Regions from separate parts of the Hordeum vulgare genome. Here region 1 is linked to region 2. The links are chromatin contacts, called in public Hi-C maps. All regions are on one chromosome and are shown on one strand. The core of a region is the stretch at or near the end of the contact, and the rest is flanking DNA. Distances in the headings are between cores, read along the strand shown.

What was found. A called contact is a pair of places that touch in the nucleus more often than the background predicts.
Region 1: a Hi-C map of leaf shows a contact between it and region 2, with 2.6 times the contacts expected there. The contact joins the promoter of LOC123444244 here to the enhancer-like site in region 2. A contact is called at or near these places in 4 of 6 Hi-C or Micro-C datasets (leaf and seedling) and 1 of 1 datasets of contacts at active chromatin or transcription factors (embryo).

Annotation. Positions count from the first base shown.
Region 1 is chr3H:458,059,507-458,062,649 of MorexV3_pseudomolecules_assembly, reverse strand. It overlaps LOC123444244 (5'-nucleotidase SurE), which reads right to left and starts at 1,893. Exons shown (of 10, transcript XM_045120908.1): 1 at 1,495-1,893; 2 at 1,222-1,316; 3 at 1,050-1,117; 4 at 923-966; 5 at 767-844; 6 at 497-650. The coding sequence starts at 1,790.
Region 2 is chr3H:457,944,953-457,948,077 of MorexV3_pseudomolecules_assembly, reverse strand. No RefSeq gene overlaps it. Among protein-coding and RNA genes, the nearest start is that of LOC123440161, 8.8 kb to the right of the region's middle. Within about 2 kb of position 1,702, at least 3 of the 3 cell types and tissues checked have open chromatin away from gene starts, as enhancers often do. A contact at or near this core is called in leaf and seedling, where this site is marked.

The DNA of each region.
Region 1 (3,143 bases), core at 644-3,143, 110 kb before region 2:
ACACTACAGTGCTATGATAGAGAAGTCACAGCAGAAGGGACTTAACCACTGGAGACACGACATTGATTTTTATCCAAAAAAAAAAAGGTTCAGGTGTCAAAATAGGGCAACTTCTGTGTAATTCATTTTTCTTATCACTCGATCATCAGTGAGGCGCATCAGATGCTTCAGTGGCTAAACACTTCAAAAAAGTAGCTCACTGACGACATAGCAAACAACATACATTCTATATTAGTGCAGAAACTTGTTGATTTACACTTAAGGCTAGCCTCTAATAACATAACTGGTATATGATGCTCTGAAGTTGAGGACATAATGAGTTATATACTTATGTGTAGTGCTCTGGCCCATAAACAATAGCAATAGCATGGTCCAGTATGCTTGTCACCAAAAGACAAAGTGAACAACAAGTAAAAGGATTCATGTACTTCTACAGCTATGTTGCTATTTTTGGCCCTAAATGGAGTTTGAGTTCAAGTTTTGTTCACAAAATAACCTTATTTGCAGCTGGCGAGCTTGGAACCCCAACATTTAGCAGGCACCCTTTGAGGAAAGTTCCCTTCTCAATATCTGCCAAGGCAGCATGTATCAGTGGCAAACACAGCCCAGCTGCATCCTGGTAGTCATTGTCTTTGGTTTCATTCTTCTTCCTAGTTGCATATATCCACCATTCGTCATTAGCTTGTGTTACTGAGTGAACAAACAATACCAGGAATGATAGAGTAGATTTGAAACACAGTTTTAATGTGACTAATCGCATACCCACCAATTCAATGAGATTGCAATTGAAGGTACCCCACACATTAAGGCCTCTCTTGCAGCAGCAATGGCAGAAGAGTGGAACCTACACAGATTTGTAATCAATTGCATAACTAAAGTGAAAACAGACTATAAATGGCCCACTAGTGAAACAAGAGCATACATCTCATAGCCGCAGTTTGGCCCAGCATTGATACCGCTGATCACCTGCAAACCAAATGGAATCATCCTCAATGACAAAGGATAGTAAATCCACCTTCCCCCCTACACAAAGTTAACAAGCACAATACCAAAGCAGGTGCCGACCAAGAAAATAGCCTCCCAGATAATGCCAATGAGACAGAATCCACCGGCGTCCCTACATTAAGAGTCGTCATAATTAGCATAGAGCAAACTCACAATACCCAATCGATGAGGAATGGTATGATACAAATGGCACACAAATGGACGAAGAACCCTCACCTGATATCTCAAAAGCCTTCGCCCCTGCAAAATGGACGGATGTCGCGGACACGGTCTCCCGGATGGTAATGGAATGACCACAGACAGGCTTGTCCCTTCAAATTAACAAAATGTTGTGATTAAATTGCTTGAAGAACAACAGGGACAATGATTAATGATGGATTAGAGAGTTACAGCAGTTCACGGGGGAAAAAATCCAGCCAAAACGATGAATCTCAAGAGAGAAATGTAACGAGAAATCAGGAGGTTGGGCGCTCGGATTGGGGGACATACGATTCAGGGGCGCATACGTGGACGTCGCATCGGCCGCCCTTGACGAGGGCGTCGACGAGCGCCGCCAGACCCGGCGACTGGATCCCACCGGCGCAGGTCAGAAGGACGACGGGCTTAGCGGGCGCATCATCGGACGACCCATCCTCGGCCGCGGACGCCGCGGGAGCCGGGGTCTCGGCCGCGGCGTCCTCGGGCGGAGGCGGGCGGCGGGCGGCGAGGACGGACTGCAGATTGGACACGAGCGCCGAGGGGAGGGGGTTGGGCCTCCGGGACTCGTCGCCTGAGCTCGCGGCCATCGGTTTCGCCGGAGAGATGGACGGGCGTTGGGAGAGAGAGGGGGGAGGGGGGTACGGAGGGAGGAGGGGAGAGGCAAATGTTCCAGGCGAAGCGGAGGAAGAAAATGGAGTGGAATGGGGTGGGCGCGCATAGTTTATGGATTTATCCAGACCGGGCCCGCTCTACGTGTCGAGCGAGCCTCTTTTTGACCCGCACACATTTGAGAGGAAAGTCAAGTGCTGCCCAAGCAAAAGTGTGCCAAAATTGCTTTGTCAAATTGTCATCCACCATCTCCTATGCCTTCCTTCCTCCGAAATTATTTATCACTCAAGCATATTTAAACGAAGGAAGTATTTCTCAGTGTCTTTTTTGAGTCCATTATTGAAACAATGACAAGAATTATAGGACGAAGGGAGTAGTACATAATTAAACTGCTAGAAGAGCTTTGTCTCCACGTTTAGAATTGACAAAAGAAGTATGAGGAAATAAGCGAAAAAATAGTGAAAATATAATGAGACAAAGAGCACAAGAAAAGAGCTTTGTAAGCATGTTGCCAAGGGATGTGTTATATGTGATTCTTTCTGAATCTGATTTCCAACTCCTTTTTTATTGAAATTACTAAAATCCGTACGACGGGAAAATGGCAACAGGCCTGAATGACCCTGATCTCGTCCATTGTCGATCAGACAAGTGTTATTCTCTAGATAAATTTTGTAGTCGTTCTCATTTCAGTGTCTCTCTTAGGTGGGACTAACTGTGTTGTTCGTGTCGTCAATCGTGGTGGATGTTCTCCACTCATCCACCTGCACGATCTCACTAGCATTCATTCGGGACTGGTTGGTTCGATTTTGGGTAAACGCGCTTGCACTCCGCCATTGCTCTACCTCCTCTCTCATTCGGGGTGATTCGCGGCCGGGTCAAGGGCAGCTCGTTCTTCCGCGGTGAAAAGAGGCGGGAGTGCGGGGTTCATCTGCGATGGGTAACGACCAAGGTTGCCGATGAATTTTCCAGTGATTTCCTTTTCTGTGCGGTCCCTTCATCCCCTCTGTTCCTCGCATAATTCGGTAGTAGATGGGTCAGAACGATATTTATTGAGATTGATTTGTAGCAGAGGTAGGTTGAGGTGTGTTGGGTTCATCCCGTATTGGTTGGCGGCGGGGTGGTGTTGTGTAGTTTGAAGTGGAGATGGTTCAGAAACCCAAGTTCAATCCGGATTGGGTGAACATCGGGGTGGTGATGTTTGTTTACTCGGATAGGAATTTGAACCACATGCAATTCTTCCCCGATTTGTTGGTGGTTGTTGATTTTTGGTCCTCTTGCGATGTTGCAACCTATGGGTGCATATCTTTTTTGCACGATGATAGCATAGATAG
Region 2 (3,125 bases), core at 453-2,952:
GAATTTTTCTCCAAAAATGCGACGGCCCGCACGTGAAACGAACAAAAAATATGGATGCAGTCGTTTGTTGGACCGTGTCATCCGTCCTTTTGAACCCAACAGACACAACCAAACGTTTTGGGGGTGTGCGTGGGAGTTGGCCTCAACTCCACGACTAAGTGACTCTAGTCGGCATTCCAGGCTGAGCTCATCAGCACCGAGATGGTACAATTAGAGCATCTACAACCGGACCCCTCAAATTCGGCCCCTCAAACGCCCGGACGCGTCCGTGGAGACTAACCGGTCACGCTTTAATAATTCATTCTGCATCCTAACATCTCATATTAGGATCCTCAAACCTATACAAAAACATGCAAGATATGAAACATACGTACTACGTAAAACCTATCTACTCCTCATGGGAGATATCGATGATTTTCGTGCCCTCGTGTGGATAAATGGCCGCCTGCCACAACTCCGCCCCCTCTGGCTGCTCCGCTGCGGCCTCCTCGGCATCAATCTACGTGTTGAGCCCGTCGAAGAAGGCGTCGGCCTCCGCCTGCCTCTGCCGAATGAGCCGACACTTGGCCTCCACCTCGGTCTCATCCCAGATGAAATCTATGATGGCTTGTTGCTCCGCCATCTCCTCCGATCGGGCGACGGCGAACTCCTCCTCCGCCTCTGTCATCCTCAAGCCGGGAGCCTCCTCCTCCATGGCCCCCGGCTACTCCTCCTGCTGCTGCTCCTCCTCCTTCGTCTCCGGCGAGTCCGGAGGGAGACCCGCAACGATGCAGGTAGCGCGACAAGCCTGGATCTCCACCTTGATTTGAAAGCGTCGCTCCGGAGTGAACTGTGCGTACGTGGTGATGAGCCGCCCGGCCATCTTGACGGAGAGGGAACTGCGAGAGGAGGCGCATGGGCTCGGGTGGCGGCGGACAGAAGGAAGAGGCGGGTGAGCTAGGGCTGGGGGCGCCGTAAGCCGGCCTCGACCTTGGACGGGGAGCCGGAGCGATGTCACGCGGCGTTCACACTGCGCCTATGGTCGAGGACCCCGTCGGACCGTCGGGTTTCCCGACGAGTCCACGTGAGGTCAAGTCATCACACCGATTTGGCGGGCGTGCCCATATCCGCCCCATATCTGGGCTGGAAATGAGGGTGTACGTCAGCCCGAACGTTTGAGGTTGATTTGAAATGGTTGTTTGGGTCGATGTTTTGTGGGCACTGATCCAGCGAACTACCTGAATATTTGAAGAGTGTCTGAGGAGTCCGGGTGTAGATATTCTTAGTGGATCCGTGTGGGCTAAGGCCTTCCGTAATGGTAGTATCTTGGCACAATATCATAGGCAAAATGCTGACGTGGCACTATATTTATTTAGGAAAGAGGAGGTTGTTGTATCTTATTTAGGATACGGCTCTTGCACGGTATCATAGACAAAATAACTTGTTAGACCAATCACATATTAGTATGAGGTCAAAATCATTAAATACATGCTTACTAAGATACGACACTTAACATACAATACATTAGGATGGTTGTATCTAACGATCGTATACTACCTAGGATATCGCGCTAAGAGACAATGCATTACGGAAGGCCTAATAGTAAATCTTGTAGACACGATAGTAAATCTTGTAGACACGAGGTCAGGAAACCTGGCGCACAGTATCATGCGCACATCTGTACGCGCGGGCCACTAAATAGCAGACAACCTCGGTCGTGGGAGGGGCGGCACCCCATGTGAGTCCTTTCCGGATGTCATGTGCTGGATGGCCTCGCATCGCACGTAGTAGTCGTTGAGTCGCGCCCGGGAGGGATCCCCCGACCGTAGTAGGATCCACGTCGCGCCCGGGAGGGAAAAGCTTAATTTCATCCCCGCGCATCTGCGGCTGTGGTGCGGACGGACGGGGAGCGCGACAGGGAGCCGTCGGTGGCTCGCTGTCATCGCCAACGGTGGAATCCGTTCCTCGCGTCATCAAAGTCAAAGTTGTTAATTCCTTCCACGTACCGGGAGCCGGAGTGGTTTCCCCGTGGCTGGCTTTGGGATCAGAAGGTGCGCGCCATGCATGGACGCACGGCTACCTCATCATTCTGGTGCACGCACGCACGCACGGCACGGCACGGGGATGACCAACTGGTGCCTATTATTTCTCGTGTGCGCCGTCCCCATCGTAAAAAAGATTGATCTATCACAAATTGCCGTGTAGTGCTGAGACGTCCAACTTAAACATAGGGCCAATAGTTTTAGTTTACGATGATGGACGGGGTTTTGCTTTTCTTCTCGTCTGCTTTTGGCACGATCATTGATGCTGACTGCTTAGCTCTCATCGAAAATAAAAGGTTCATTTGACTTTCTGATTTTTTATGTATCCTTTATATAGTCTCGCGTCGCGATCTAGGGCTGGCAAGCACATCCCTAGACCCACATCATGTTATCCTAAACGAACATACATGATGAGGCTCAATATGCGTCAATCAATTGCTATTTGAACGTACATTCGTTATAGTATATGTGTTACCTTGTGATAAATCATGACCTGAATTATCTATTGCTCGTTGGGGGGGGGGGGGGGGGGGGGTACATACCAGCTTAGTGCATAACGCTATTATTAGGCATTTCCGTGATTAGCCAATCGAGTCCTCCTTTTAAGGCCTACCAACGAGCTAATTGAGCGAGCAGCATTGTCTGTGCTATATGAGGTAGCACCTTGCCACCAACGACGCCTTTAATTGGCACGAAGGAAAACCCCTTACTAATTTGAACACAAATTTGCGTCAAGGAAAAAAGGAAATCCGCATCGGGATGGTGACGAGGCGGCAAGCGGCAGCAGCGGCGACGGCGGTGATGGTGGTGATGATGATGGCGGCGGCGATGGAGCGTGCGGAGGCGGGGCAGAACTGTATATGCGAGTGCGTGAAGCTGTGTATGCGGACACACATCCCATCCTTGCAAGATTGCAAGGGCAAATGCCGAGAAACATCGTGCATCAAGAGCTGCGACATGGCCTGCATCAACAAGGGCTTCCCTAAGGAGCCCAGTGAGGGCATCCAGACCTGCGAGATCGAGCCGCTCTCCGCCGATGAGACACACATGCTGCATAGATGAAATCATCCGTCGGTTTCTGTTCCGTATGTACCATATGCAGTG